3 separate regions of the Macaca mulatta genome follow, and all the other regions are linked to region 1. Evidence: chromatin contacts called from public Hi-C data. All regions are on one chromosome and are shown on one strand. Each heading gives the region's core, a stretch centred on a gene start, on an enhancer-like site or on the middle of the called end of the contact. The rest is flanking DNA. Distances are from core to core; before and after follow the strand shown. Region 1 holds the start of COPG1 (COPI coat complex subunit gamma 1). Region 2 holds the start of CNBP (CCHC-type zinc finger nucleic acid binding protein). Region 3 holds the start of ISY1 (ISY1 spliceosome associated protein).

Region 1 (4,867 bases), core at 853-3,352:
AGATCCCCAGACCCTAAAGAGGCTCAAGGGCAACATATGAGACTTGGATGCTGAGGGGACCCAGAGCTGAGCTGTTGTCTACAACCACATAGAGGCTGTCCAATAGCCTGAGAGTGATCATGATTTGTCCACTCCCCTCCAATCCCCCAGCACCATTCTCCCTACCCCCAAGCTTCACCCTGTTACCTGGTTTATGAGGTAAAGAATCTTGGTGAGGATGTGGGCACATTTCCGAGGGTTGATGGGAGTTTCATTAAATACACGGGCCTAAGAAGAAGTGACCAAGGATGTTACCTTCTAGCCTAGTTCATTTCCCTTCAAGTATATTCAATGTCTGAGAAGTCTCAGGGTAAACTGACTTGCCTAAACAGGGCTTTCTGGGTATGCAACAAGCTTATTTTCATAAGGAAAGGGTTTGTTTTTCTTTACTCAACTACTAATTATTCTTGAACTCTCGTGTAAATATTAGTTAGGGATGTGCTAACCTATTGACTAGCAGATAGATAGCAAACATCTACTAACTGGAAACAGAAACAATGAATGACAACAATCAAGAAAGCAGCAGCTGGATGCAGTGGCTCACGCCTGTAATCCCAGCACTTTGGGAGGCGGGGGTGGGGGGAGTGGATCACCTGAGGTCAGGAGTTCAAGACCAGCCTGGCCAACATGGTGAAACCCCATCTCTATTAAAAATACAAAAATTAGCCAGGCGTGGTGGTGGGTGCCTGTAATCTCAGCTACTCGAGAGGCTGAGGCAGGAGAATTGCTGGAACCTGGGAGGCAGAGGTTGCAGACAGCCGAGATCATGCCATTGCACTCCAGCCCAGACCGACAACAGTGAGACTCGATCTCGAAAAAAAAAAAAAAAAGAAGTAAGCATAACTCTCTCTCTCCAGGAACAAAGGTTTCCTGTCTTCCAGGCACAAGTTTTCTCCCGTGTTGCTCTTTAAAACAACATTTTGAATGTGTTGGTATTTCAGTGGCATTGATGGTGAATATTTATGATGGAAGCTAGAGGGGAGCAAATGTCACTTGCCTCCTGGAGTACGGCACTCTTCTCGAGGTGCTGGAATGGGTTGGAGCCTCCACCTACAGTCAAGGACAATGGAGAAGGTAGGTTGTGACTGTGAACTTCAAAACTCTCCCAGACATAGTAAAGGGAAGATGTCCCTTTCTAGGCGGGCTCCACTCTACCCCAAACCACTCACAATCTCCTAGCAGCCCTAGTACAGTCCTGTGCTTCTCATAGTGCCATGTCTTGTGTTCATTTATATAACTTGTAATTAACTAAGTCCCTATGTGCCAGGGACCACCATCTGGCTGTAACTAGTTCCTTCATAGCAGATGACACATTTGCAAATAATTACACGTGTGATTATGTGGTTGATGTCTGTCTCCTCCACCGTGGGTGCAACCATTCTAATATTCCCAGCTTAGGCACTGAGTGTCCTACTTGCTCTATTGCAGTATCCAGGACACCGTACAGTGCCCGGCATATAGTAACCGCTCAATATACTTTGCTGAATAAATGAATGATGGGGTCAGAGTTTCCAGTCACAGGACGCTGGCTCCGCGGATTACGCCCCAGTATGGCCAGCACCAACTTAGCCCCAGCGAATCCCAAGAGGTTGGAAGAAGAAAGTAACAAGAGAGCATTCGGCCTGGTCCCCTCCTTTGACAGATGAGTAAATTGAGGCCGGGGGGAGGCGGTGACGCGCCCAAGGTCACCCAGAAAATTGCAGTCCGAGCTTACAAGCGTGAGACAGCCGAGCATGCTCGGGCTCTCCGAGGCCTGCCACTGACTAGCTGCGGACCCTGGCACAAGCCCCTGCCCCTCACTGGGCCTCAGCCTCCGGGTCAGGACAGAGAACCCCAAGGAAGGCTTGGCGGGTGGGGGCCCGGCCTCCTTCAGACCCAGGCCTGGCCCCCTCACCTGACTCCTCGTCCTTCTTGTCGAATTTCTTCAACATAGTGGAGTCGGTGGGGCGCAATGCAGCAACGCAATGCTCGACGGGCGCGGCACGGAGCAGCGGGGCGACAGTGATTCTACAGGGACCACTTCCGGGCCCCAGCTGGCCACGTCGCCCTGCGCTATGCGCAGGCGCTTTCCGCGCTCTGCGCCTGCGCTCATTTCTGTCGCCGCAGCCACGTCAAAAGTTAACCCGGCGTCCGCCGCAGCGGGAGTGGGGAAAGCCAGAGGGAGGGGCGAGGGCTAGGTGCGGGGGCTACTGACGAGGGTCCCCACTCTGCTCTCTACGCCTCTTTCCGTGTACCAAGGGAGGAGGAGGAGCCCCTGCCTCTTTGCTCTGTGGCGTGAGTCTTTGTGGCTTTGGGATGTGAGGTTGGTGGCACACACTGGCCCGCAGTAAACACCCAGTTGATGTGACCGGTCTATGACTGTTATTGCCACCTTCCGAGGGAGCCTTGCCAGCCACTCCTCGCTTTCAGTTTCTTTCCCCTGCCTGATTTCCTTCTCAGCTCGAATCGCCATCTAACACTTTATTTTTGCTTTCTGGTTTTTATTTATTTTGAAACAGGGTCTCGTTCTGCTGCCCAGGCTGTGGTGCAATTGTGCAATCTCGGCTCACTGCAGCCTACACTTCCCTGGCTCAAGCGATCCTCCCACCTCAGCCTCCCGAGTAGAGCTGGGCGCACCACCCCCGACTAATTTTTTAACTTTGGTAGAGACGAGGTCTCACTATGATGTTGCCCAGGCTGGTCTTGAACTCGTGGGCTCAAGCGATCCTCCCTTCTCGACCTTCCAAAGTGCTGGGATTACAGCGGTGAGCCACCCGGCAACTTTCTTGCTCTTTTGGGGTTTTTTGGTTTGTCTTTTATTCACTTCAGTGGATAACGTTGACACATAGTAGTTGCTCAGTGAGTTCTCATTGAATGAATGCATGAAATTGCATTTTTAATTTATATCTGCCGGGCCCTATCTCGTCTGCTCCTGATGCAAATTGTCTTGTACGTTATCAACTTTAAGAGATCTAACTAAACAGCATGGAACTTCAACGTTATTTTGTAAATACTTTAGATGTTTATGGAGTGCTAACTAGATCCACTGCCTACGCGGGGAGATGGAAGGGCTGTAAATGAAGCATCACCCAGGGTTTATCTTCCTGGGGACCTATGCAGGACACCCTGAGGCTAAGGTCAGTGCATACCAAGGAGCCAGACAAGTGCTGCGACACGGCCCCAGCTTATCTGGGGAGGGGAAGCTGGCAGCCCTGTGGGCAGGAGGAGTGGGCTTGTGGAGAGGAGAGGCCGGGGGCTGAGACAGAGGCCCCAGGTGAAAAGGGTGACCACAAAGCTGGTGGAGGGGAAGATGTTGCTGGGGCCAGCCTTTAGGGTCTGGCTTTGCAGAGGCTAAGGCCAGGGACAACAGATCTTACAACATGTAAAATTGTCAAGAGTCAGAAAGATGTTCAAAATCTTTTATCAGTAACCCCACCCCTAATCAGGAGAAAATTGTTCAAAAGAAGAAAATGAGGCCGGGTGTGGTGGCTTAAGCCTGTAATCCCAGCACTTTGGAAGGCTGAAGTGGGTGGCTCAGCTGAGGTCAGGAGTTCGAGAGCAGCCTCACTAACATGGTGAAACCCCGTCTCTACTAAATACAAAAAAACACAACAAACTTAGCCCAGCGTGATGGTGCATGCCTGTAATCGCAGCTACTTGGGAGGCTGAGGCAAGAGAATCGCTTGAACCTGGGAGGCAGAGAGATTGCAGTGAACTGAGATCACGCCATTGCACTCCAGCCTGGAGCCTAGGCAACAAAAGCGAAACTCCATCACTCCATCTGAAAAAAAAAAAAAAAAAAAAAAAAGAAAGAAAATGAAAATGCAGTTTGCAGCAAAATAATTGTAAACACCCTAAATGTCTATCAATAAAGGGATGATTAAGGAAATTATGGTACATCTGAGGACTAAACTCTGATTTTTGTCTTGTCTCAGCTATTCCAGGAGCCTGAGATGGGAGGATCGCTTAAGCCTGGGAGGTCAAGGCTGCAGTGAGCCATTATCATGCCACTGTACTTCCATCTTGGGCAACAGAGTAAGACCCTGTCTCAAAAAATATATAGGCATGACCAGGCACAGTGGCTCATGCCTGTAATCCCAGCACTCAGGAGGCCGAGGAGGGTGGATCACCTGAGGTCAAGAGTTCAAGACCAATCTGACCAGCATGGTGAAACCCCATCTCTACTAAAAATACAAAAATTAGCTGGGCATGGTGGCAGACGCCTGTAATCCCAGCTACTTGGGAGGCTGAGGCAGGAGGATTGCTTGAACCCTGGAGGCACAGGTTGCCCTGAGCCAAGATTGGGCCATTGCACTCCAGCCTACATGACAGGGCAAGACTCTGTCTCAAAAAATATATATATACATGGCCGGGCGCGGTGGCTCAAGCCTGTAATCCCAGCACTTTGGGAGGCCGAGACGGGCGGATCATGAGGTCAGGAGATCGAGACCATCCTGGCTAACACCGTGAAACCCCGTCTCTACTAAAAATACAAAAAACTAGCCGGGCGAGGTGGCGGGCGCCTGTAGTCCCAGCTACTCCGGAGGCTGAGGCAGGAGAATGGCGTAAACCCGGGAGGCGGAGCTTGCAGTGAGCTGAGATCCGGCCACTGCACTCCAGCCCGGGCTACAGAGCAAGACTCCGTCTCAAAAAAAAAAAAAAAAAATATATATATATATATATATATATACACACACACACACACACACACACACACATAGGTGTACAATTCAGTGGCTTTTAGTATATTAAAAAAAGTTTATGCACCTGTCCGCACTAATTGGAGAACATTTTCATCACCCCAAAAAGAAACCTGTTCATTAGCAGTCACTCCCCATTTGCCCATCTG
Region 2 (4,387 bases), core at 1,115-3,614, 73 kb after region 1:
GTCTTTTAAAACCTATAGAACATTATGTCCAGTATCTCTGTCTCACACTTACTTTCATTTTCTATAGCTGTTAAAATTTTTGTTTTAAATATTAGGAATATTCCATTCATGGGTCTATAATGAACAGCAAACATTTTATAGAGTACCATGGTTGGAATGGTAAACAAAAATAAGTCAGAAAATACTAATTTTTGGTCCTACGGTAATTTTAACTTGTCCTCCTGGTGTGGTGTGGACACACCCAGGTTGGACTTCATACACAGCCTCTTGCATTATATTGACTCATTGTTAGAGCTCAGGAAGTCACTACCTAAGTGTCTGATTGCTACACTACACATTACCTCAAGATACTATGAAGGTTAATCAGATTACAGAGGGGACATCTATAAAGCTGAGTAAGCCTCTTGGTAATAAAACTACATAAATACAAAATACTGTTTTTTATTGGCAGATAATATATCGTGTTTTAGCACAAGACATAAGCTGCTAGGCATGTATTCAATCTGATTGGGATTTGGTTAAATTTGGTTAAAAAATTTTTACCTTAGGTTGCTTCAATTAAAAAAATGTTTAAGGCTGGGTGCGGTAGCTCACACCTGTAATCCTTTCACTTTGGCCTAGTACCGCTTGAGGCCAGGAGTTCAAGACAAGCCTGGCCAACATGGTGAAACCCTATCTCTACTAAAAATACAAAAATTAGCCAGGCGTGGTGGAGGGCGCCTGTAATTGCAGCTACTCAGGAGGCTGAGGCAGAATTGGTCGAACATGGGAGGTGGAGGTTGCAATGAGCTGAGATCGCACTCCAGCCTGGGAGACATAGGGAGACTCGGTCTCAAAAAATAGTAATAGATAAATTTAAAAAGTTCAGCCAGGCGCATTGACTCATGCCTGTAATCCCAGCAGTTAGGGAGGCTGACCACCTCTTTGGGTGGGCGGATCACCTGAGGTCGGGAGTTTGAGACCAACCTGACCAACATGGAGAAACTCCGCTTCTACTAAAAATACAAAATTAGCTGGGCGTGGTGGCGCATGCCTGTAATCCCAGCTACTCTGGAGGCTGAGGCAGGAGAATCTCTTGAATCCGGGAGGTGGAGGTTGCAGTGAGCCGAGATCGTGCCATTACACTCCTGCCTGGGCGACGGAGCGAGCCTCCGTTCTCAAAAAAAAAAAAAGTTTAAAATATCATTGGTCCTTAAAGTTATGCATTCATTCTCTGATAATTGCTATGTTGAACACAATCTCCTGCTTTACAATGATTAAGCACTAATGATTTGAACCCAGGTTTAATGCCTGATTCTCAGCACAGGTGCTCTGCCTTCTCACGAACATGATTTCAAAAATCATAGCACTGGGATTAGGGAGTGGTGGCCCATGCCTGTAATGCCAGCGACAGAGCAAGACCCCACTCTTAAAAAAAAGAAAAAGAAAAAGAAATCATAGTATTGAACTTGGAGGTTTCTCTGAGATTAAACTTGGGACTCTTCCCTTTTTTTTTTGTTTCGAATAAAGCCATTCTAGGATGAGACACAAAATTCTAAATTATAGTTTACAGTTAACAATTTAAATTGGGTTTAATCTTGACAAGACTATCTAGGGCTATATACACAAATCTCTTTTGGAGAAAATACCGTATCTAAACTGAAGTCTATTCCTGAATATGACAGACCAGGTCAAAAGGTTCTCCTGGCCCTCCAGGGGGATGTCACTCACAAACGTGCTAAACGTCACACTCTGGGTCCCACTCCCTTCCATGCTCATGACCTTCCCAGGAAGGCCCCTCGCCCTTACAAGGCACTTTCATCTTGGGAAGATACATCAGTCCTGGCGGAGAAAGGAGCAAGGCCTTCCCCGGCTCACAAAATCAATACAAATCTCAGCCTACATCCCACAGCCGTGACGACCGTGACCTGGCATCCCCTTTTCTGCAAACTTAAATGTTATCTGGAAATCGGGCCTGGCTCTGAAAGCCCAGGGGCTGGCAGGAGCCCGAGAGGGGGAGAAACTTTCTGCGGCCCCAAGCTAATCGCAGTCACTGCACCGAGACCCGTCCCCTGGCATCCCTTTGCTCCAGCTGACAAGACAGACCACCAAGGTCAGCCAGATTTCCACCCAGTCCGGCCGGGCCCGGACCCAGCTGGGAACCGCCCGAGAAGCATCGGGACCTGGATCCCGGCGGGAAAGGCCGCGCCCGGGGCACAGCGGGTAAGGCCGCGGCGCGCAGAAGCACTCGCCCCGCCCCGCGCCGCGCTCTGGATGGGCGGCCCTCCCACGGGCGACACTGATTGGACTACCGAACCCCGCGCGCTGATTGGCCGCGTGGGCGAGGCGGAGGAGAGCCGTGCGCAGCGGCGTATGTGGGGCCGTGTGCAGACCCGCGTGTGGCGCAGGCAAGGACCCTCAAAATAAACAGCCTCTACCTTGCGAGCCGTCTTCCCCAGGCCTGCGTCCGAGTCTCCGCCGCTGCGGGTCCGCTCCGACGCGGAAGGTGAGGGCTGGGGGAGGGGGCCGACACTGAGGGAGCCGCAGTGCGGGCCGGGTCTGTGGCGGACAGAGAGGGTAGGGAGCGGCGAGGCGGCGATGGCGGCGGCACTTTGGCCTGCGCCGCTGCTGCGTCAGGCGGGAAGCTCGGCTGCTGCCGCCGCCGCCTCGGACCCGGGTTTCTGGCGCACCGCTGTCGGACGACACTCTTGTCCTTTCTTCGTCCTGAAAAGCTGGGTCGCCGAGCATGCGGGTCTCTCGGCGCCAGGGCCGCACCCCAGGCCGCAGAGGAGGCCTGCCCGTGCGCCCTTGGGGCCGAGGCCCTGACGCTTCAAGGGTCGCGGAATGAGGGGTCGAGAGTGGATTTGGCGGGAACTCACTGGAAGGAGTCCGTGTGGTGGGGAAAGGCTCCGACGAAGGGGGGATGGGGTGGGTATAGTCGTGCCGGCCATGTGCTGGGGTCGTGCGCCTGGCGGGCCATGTGCCAAGGGTTTTGGTGGCCTTAGAAAAGGGTTTTTAGGCCGGGCGCGGTGGCTCACGCCTGTAATCCCAGCGCTTTGGGAGGCCGAGGCGGGCGGATCACGAGGTCAGGAGTTCGAGACCAGCCTGGTCAACATGGTGAAACTCTGTCTCTACTAAAAACACAAAAATTAGCCGGGCATGGTGGCGGGCTTCTGTAATCCCAGCTACTCGGGAGGCTGAGACAGGAAAATCGCGTGAACCCGGGAGGCGGAGGTTGTGATGAGCCGAGATAGCGCCACTACAGCCTGGGCAACAGCGAGACTCCGTCTTTAAAAAAAAAAAAAAAAAAAAAAAGGATTCTTGAAGGAGCCCTTGTGTTTGGGGTGGCGAGACACTGCTGGAAGACTTGGGAGCCTTTAGTGTTTATACTCCCCGTAGTTGATAGTTTCCCGGTTCTTGAATTTTTATCATTTAAATACTAAGTTGCTTGTTTTATATTACCATTCGAAAAGAGGCTGATGGGGCTCACTTTCCCTGAGTCAACACGATTTAAGTTGCTGGGATCCTTTAAAAGTGCCATTACCAGAAAAAACACGAATTTGTCAAAGCTCCAAAACCACAGCAGCGGGCGGTAGTCTGCATCATTTCTTGGATTAATGAAACAGATGTAATTACAAACGAGACACGAAATTCAACTAGCCCCCCTCCATCTAGATTTTTCCATATCGTGAGAACCTATTTTAGAATGGCATAATGGTCCACATTTGGGTTTAGGTGTTGATTTTATTATGGGTAAGGCTTGTGCTTGTTCCCACATGTTAACCACATGGCCTCAGCCACAGGGCACTTCCAAAGGAAGTAACTGCTTCTGGTCTTGGGGGTCTTGTGAAAAGAGAACATTGCTCAGTAATCGTCTGTGATTTCAGCTAGTGTGTTTCAGGCATTATTCAGAAGGACTCAGAAGAGGTAAGAGAAACCAAAACTGAACTCGTTTTTTGTCCTTTTCAAAGTGAAGGAGGTCTAATGAATATCCCCATCTTGCTTTTAAATTAAAATTTTAAAAGTAGATTTTTTTCCCCCTTTCCTATTGTTTGACCCAATTTTGGAGTGAAAGGTAACCAGTTACTATTTCCATTCGAATTTAAATTAGCAATTTTATGTTGTTTGCTCAAGCAGTATAACGAGTGTAGAGCTTTGAGGGTTTCAAAAAGATACGAAATGTACCTCTTATCTCCTGGGCTTCCCCCTCCCCCCTCCTACATAGTTTTAAATGCTTCTAATGAGTTACTTTGGTTAAGGATAATCAAACACCTGTAAACTGCCAGGATCCTAGGTACATGCTGTTTTTAGTTTGAGCAGCCTGATTTTTGTCTACAAGAGCTCTTTGTGTATTGGAATATAAAAGGAATAATTTATTACATTCCCAAGGGTAGAATTAAAGACTTAA
Region 3 (4,501 bases), core at 727-3,226, 100 kb after region 1:
TCTGACTATTTGTTGCAACCCTAAAGAATTTTACATAAATCTTCACATAACTAAATATTTAAGTGGGCTGGAGGCAAAGCCTTATTCTCATCCACCCAATGATGTCACCAAACACTAAATCTTGTCTCCTGAGCTCTTAAGTGGCTGACAGTTGATATTACCTTTTGTCTGACATCCAGCAGGATGTATTTTCTCCAGCATTGCAAGCAAGTCTCAAGACCCATTCTGACTAGGTCAGCTTGGGTCTTAAGTCCGCCAGTCACTATGCCTAAGGAGATGGGATGGATGGAATAGCTTAATCCAGTGCTTGATCCATACTTAAAGCTGGGGATGCAGTTCCCTTCCCTACAACCAGAGGGCTACCCAAATGGAACTGAGATAAGTGACTAGGGGGAGCAGATGCGAGGACAACATAGGTAACACCTCTTGAATCCTGTTAATATGTGATCTCTGCATCCTAGAGTCAGGGACTTAATGGATAAAGGCGGTATGGACATATTGAGAAGGTCTCATTTGAGTGAGGAATGACCCTGCTTGTTTGAGATCAGATATTTAAGGTAAAAGTTAAGCTGCTTGAACAAAAGACCCCCAGATGCAGAGGCCTTAACAAGACATGTTTTTTCTCATTTTACAGAGCTCAGTGTTGCAGAGCTGGGAGGGGGGGACTCTGGCATCTTCACAATACTTCCATTTCTGAATTCAGGTTGGCTGATCCCATGGACACCTCCCAGTCAGCAGAGAAAGGAAAAGGGCAAGGGATGTGTATTTTTGTCATGGCTTCATCTATGTCACACATCCCTTTGACTCGATTCTCACCGACCATTACAAATCATAAACCAGACAGGTGGGAGGATGGGGTCTGTAGTGGGGCGGTCATATGCCCACTTAAAACTTGTCACATTTCAGGCACGAGATTCTGGTGACTGAGTACTTTTCCTGTCCTGTCTTATCCCGAACCACATGTCAGCTGCTTCTCTCTTTGGCTTGTGCCTGCTGGCTGCTGCTAGGGTGCCCATCACTAGTTAGGTCCCGTGGTGGAGGGAGTCCCTACAGCTGAGGCACCATGCTTGAAAGGGGAAAGCGGCTGTAACTGAATTTGCTGCGGGCCCTCACCTGAATTCCCCACCACAGCTCCCCTCACTGCTGACACCATGCGGGAGTAACCATCAGAACGTCTCCTACTAGGGACCTCTCCTGTCTTCCTGGTCCTTGTCTAAGGATCCTCTGGTCCCAGCAATGTTCTCAGGACACAGTGACAGCACTTCTCCATCCACCCTCCTCCCCTAAGTGGCACTTTTTGCCTGGAACTTAAATTTTTATTTTAAAAGAGGATGACCTCAAACATCGTCCAGCTCTGAAAGGCCCCGCGATTCCAGCAGACGAGCCAGAAATGGCCCTAAGAAGTGACACGGAAACGTGAAGGAGTTTACGAAGCCCGGCCAGCTCCAACTCCTGCAGGACGCACACTCCAGCTCACACTACGGGAGCTGTCCGGGCCGTAGATGCCTCGTCGCAGTCAGAGATGATGTCCAGTAATTTCCAAAACGGGATATTTGCTCTCACAGAAGAATCAAGAAGGAAGCCAGTGGGATTAGAGTAGCGGCGAAAACTCAGCCTTCCACAAAACGGCGCCCAGCGCCGCCTGCTCCCGCACTACCGATAGTGAACGCAAGACATTTCGCACCGCCTGTTTCGAGAGCTAAGACCCGCCGCCCAGGCTGAGTCCGAAAACCTACAGTCTCTCTGCGCAAGCCCGATCCCACAGCTGCGTGTGATGGTGCCGCGTGCTGGCGCTACCGGAAGACCGCCTGCCGGAGCGCGCCGGAATTTTCTCTCCCAATCTCCGGCTGGATCTCCCTTTCACTTCCGGTCCCTTTCTTTTACGTTTCCGACAAAACATGAGGCTCTGTGGGCAGTTAGAATCTTCAGTTCCTGCGAGCGTCGGCTTCGTCTGGGCACGTCCGGTACTCCCTTTCACTTCCGGTCCCTTTCTTTTGCGTTTCCGACAAAACATCAGTGTCTGTGGGCAGTTAGAATCTTCAGTTCCTGTGAGCGTCGGCATCTTTTGGGCCTGTGGAGTTTCTTGGACAGGGGCCGCGGGGCTCCAGGACGGCGCCCTTAGCGACACCATGGTGAGTAGGGTGGGCGGGCTGGCCGGGGGGGCGCCCGGTCCCCCTGGGGCGCTCATGGCGTAGAGGCTCAGGCGTGCAATGCTGAGGGCTTCAGGTTCTTTGGTGTAACGAGGGGATTCTCTTCCTGCCTCGTTTAGCCGTCGCAAATTGAAAAACTGGAAACTGGGGAGCCGCGTTATCGTTCTGGACAGTGTCTTAATCCCGATGAAGCTCTTTAACCTGAGGGAAACAGACACAGAGAAGCGCTAGGGCCCGCTCCGAGTTACGGTGCATAGTGTGGGCCGGCTGTTTGTCCCTAAATACCACAGAGAAGATTAAGAGCAGTTGTGACTATATGTTTCTGGGATTATTTCATTTATGTCCATTCTCAGTCTGCTCCATAATATACAAACATCACGAGGGTAGGGTCTTTTCATTATTGCTTCCTTAATGTCTCACAGAGTCATTGTAGATGTTCAATAACTATTGAAGAAATGAATGGCACAGACAGGAAATGTTCTATGAGGGTGTGCTCTCTGTGGTCTGGCGTCATTTGTTGTTTCTTCATTTCTTCAAGAAGCATTTACGACGTGTAAATATAAGAATGCACGTAGTGCCGGTACAAAAATGTTGATTGGTTACTGTAATATTGGCTACTGTATTATTTTCATTAAGTGAAGCCCCTGTAAGAAACACGGGGCGTCATGGTTAGGTTATATGAGATATATTGGAAGCCATTGTAGATTGATGAGCACAAGCTCCCAAGAAAAAGAGAGAAACTAGTGGAATAGAAGTAGCCGTTTCGCGGGAGGCTGAGGCAGGAGAATGGTGTGAACCCGGGAGGCGGAGTTTGCAGTGAGCCGAGATCGCGCCGCTGCACTCCAGCCTGGGCGATGGAGCGAGACTCCATCTCAGAAAAAAAAAAAAAGAAGAGGTAGCCGTTTCTGTGAGAAGGTATGTCCCAAATTACTGCGGTGTTCGCCTATCTACCAAGCATTTGCCAAGTTTGTTTCTGTCAGTTGAAGGGGAGAGTCTCAAAGGAGACTTAAATTGAACTCAATTTTGCTGAGTGTCTGTAAACTGCATGCTTGTTGTATTTATCTCATGAAGACATCGTGACACCTCTGTGAGATGAGGTATGCACCCTATTGTAAAGATGGGGAAACTTGAGTTATAGAGAGACTACTTCTCAGAGATGGTAAGTGGAAGAACTGGGAATGTAAGTCCCTGACTTAGCTGGGACCCTTTCTACCTAGACTCCAACCCAGAAAACTCGATCTCTGTCAGACACTGTGTTTCAGGGATAATTGAGTTGACATTTAGCGTGACAGTACTTACATAAAGCTTACTTTACGAAAGGCAGTCTTCAGACTTATTTTCCCCAAATACCACTGGCAGGGAACAGGCAATTGTGATGCTGGGTGTTAAGTGCCATGGTAAGTATAATCCTTGATAGAGGACACCAGCCTAACTGGGAAGAAAGGGTCACAGAATAATGTTCTGGGTGGTCATGACACAAGTAAAATTTGAAGGAAGAATAATGCGAGTTAGCCAGATACAAGGTGTTAGGGTCAGTGGAGGAGTAAAGATTTTAAGTAGAGGGAGGCACAGCCTTGGTCACAGGATTTGGACATATTTAATTTTTGTTTATTGTTGTTCATATAGTAGTTCAAGTGGTTTGCTTGTGACTGTATTCTTGTAAAACTTTTCACTAAAAAGTAAATGGCAAGAAAAAAATATATTTTAAACATGGGCATTTTTCTTCTCTTTTCTCTCTTTCCAGGCCCGAAATGCAGAAAAGGCCATGTAAGTATCAATTTTTTGTAACTTAATAACCACCATGTAACTCTTTTCGTATTTCTTCTTTTTGGTATCTGAGCCTTTTGAGAAGCTGTTTCTTTCTTTACATAAGTTAAAAATAGCATTCCTGTTTTTGCCCATTTGTTTTTTCCGTTAATGTGTTTTCTCACAGTTTCCAGAACTTTTACACTGGATGTACATTTGTTCACCGGTGGTTGGTGCAGGAGTTGTGAGAGTGACAGCTAGAGAACACCAGGATGTTAGCCTTTTAACACCTGGATGTGTTGCTCCTCACAGTGGTCTGATAAGTAGAGTTTCCCACAGTCCTTGTGTGTAGTGTAAGTAAAATATATTCTTGGGTGTTCAGGAATACAAATTGCCCGTTAATCCCTACTCCTGAGAACATGGAAATCCCTAACTACTCTGTGGTTTCTTTATATATATATATATATGACATTATATATATATATATATATATAATGTCATATATATATATGACATTAAATACCATCATAAGCAGATCTAACCCATCCAGGAACATGGGTAATGAGAAGTCTGTGTGAACAGGATCTAATGCAGTCTTTTATATC

What was found. A called contact is a pair of places that touch in the nucleus more often than the background predicts.
Region 2: a contact with region 1 is called in a Hi-C map of cortical neurons, with 2.4 times the contacts expected there. The contact joins the promoter of CNBP here to the promoter of COPG1 in region 1. A contact is called at or near these places in 3 of 14 Hi-C or Micro-C datasets (cortical neurons, fetal cortex germinal zone and liver).
Region 3: a Hi-C map of liver shows a contact between it and region 1, with 7 times the contacts expected there. The contact joins the promoter of ISY1 here to the promoter of COPG1 in region 1. A contact is called at or near these places in 5 of 14 Hi-C or Micro-C datasets (cortical neurons, fetal cortex germinal zone, fetal cortical plate and 2 more).

Annotation. Positions count from the first base shown.
Region 1 is chr2:154,706,789-154,711,655 of T2T-MMU8v2.0, forward strand. COPG1 (COPI coat complex subunit gamma 1) reads right to left here and starts at 2,103. Exons shown (of 24, transcript XR_013414226.1): 1 at 1,934-2,103; 2 at 1,037-1,089; 3 at 187-267.
Region 2 is chr2:154,779,199-154,783,585 of T2T-MMU8v2.0, forward strand. It overlaps CNBP (CCHC-type zinc finger nucleic acid binding protein), which reads left to right and starts at 2,365. Exons shown (of 5, transcript XM_077993669.1): 1 at 2,365-2,485.
Region 3 is chr2:154,811,114-154,815,614 of T2T-MMU8v2.0, forward strand. ISY1 (ISY1 spliceosome associated protein) reads left to right here and starts at 1,977. Exons shown (of 11, transcript XM_001094091.5): 1 at 1,977-2,132; 2 at 3,895-3,917. The coding sequence starts at 2,130. LOC144339322 (a long non-coding RNA gene) reads left to right here. Exons shown (of 2, transcript XR_013414284.1): 2 at 1-1,868.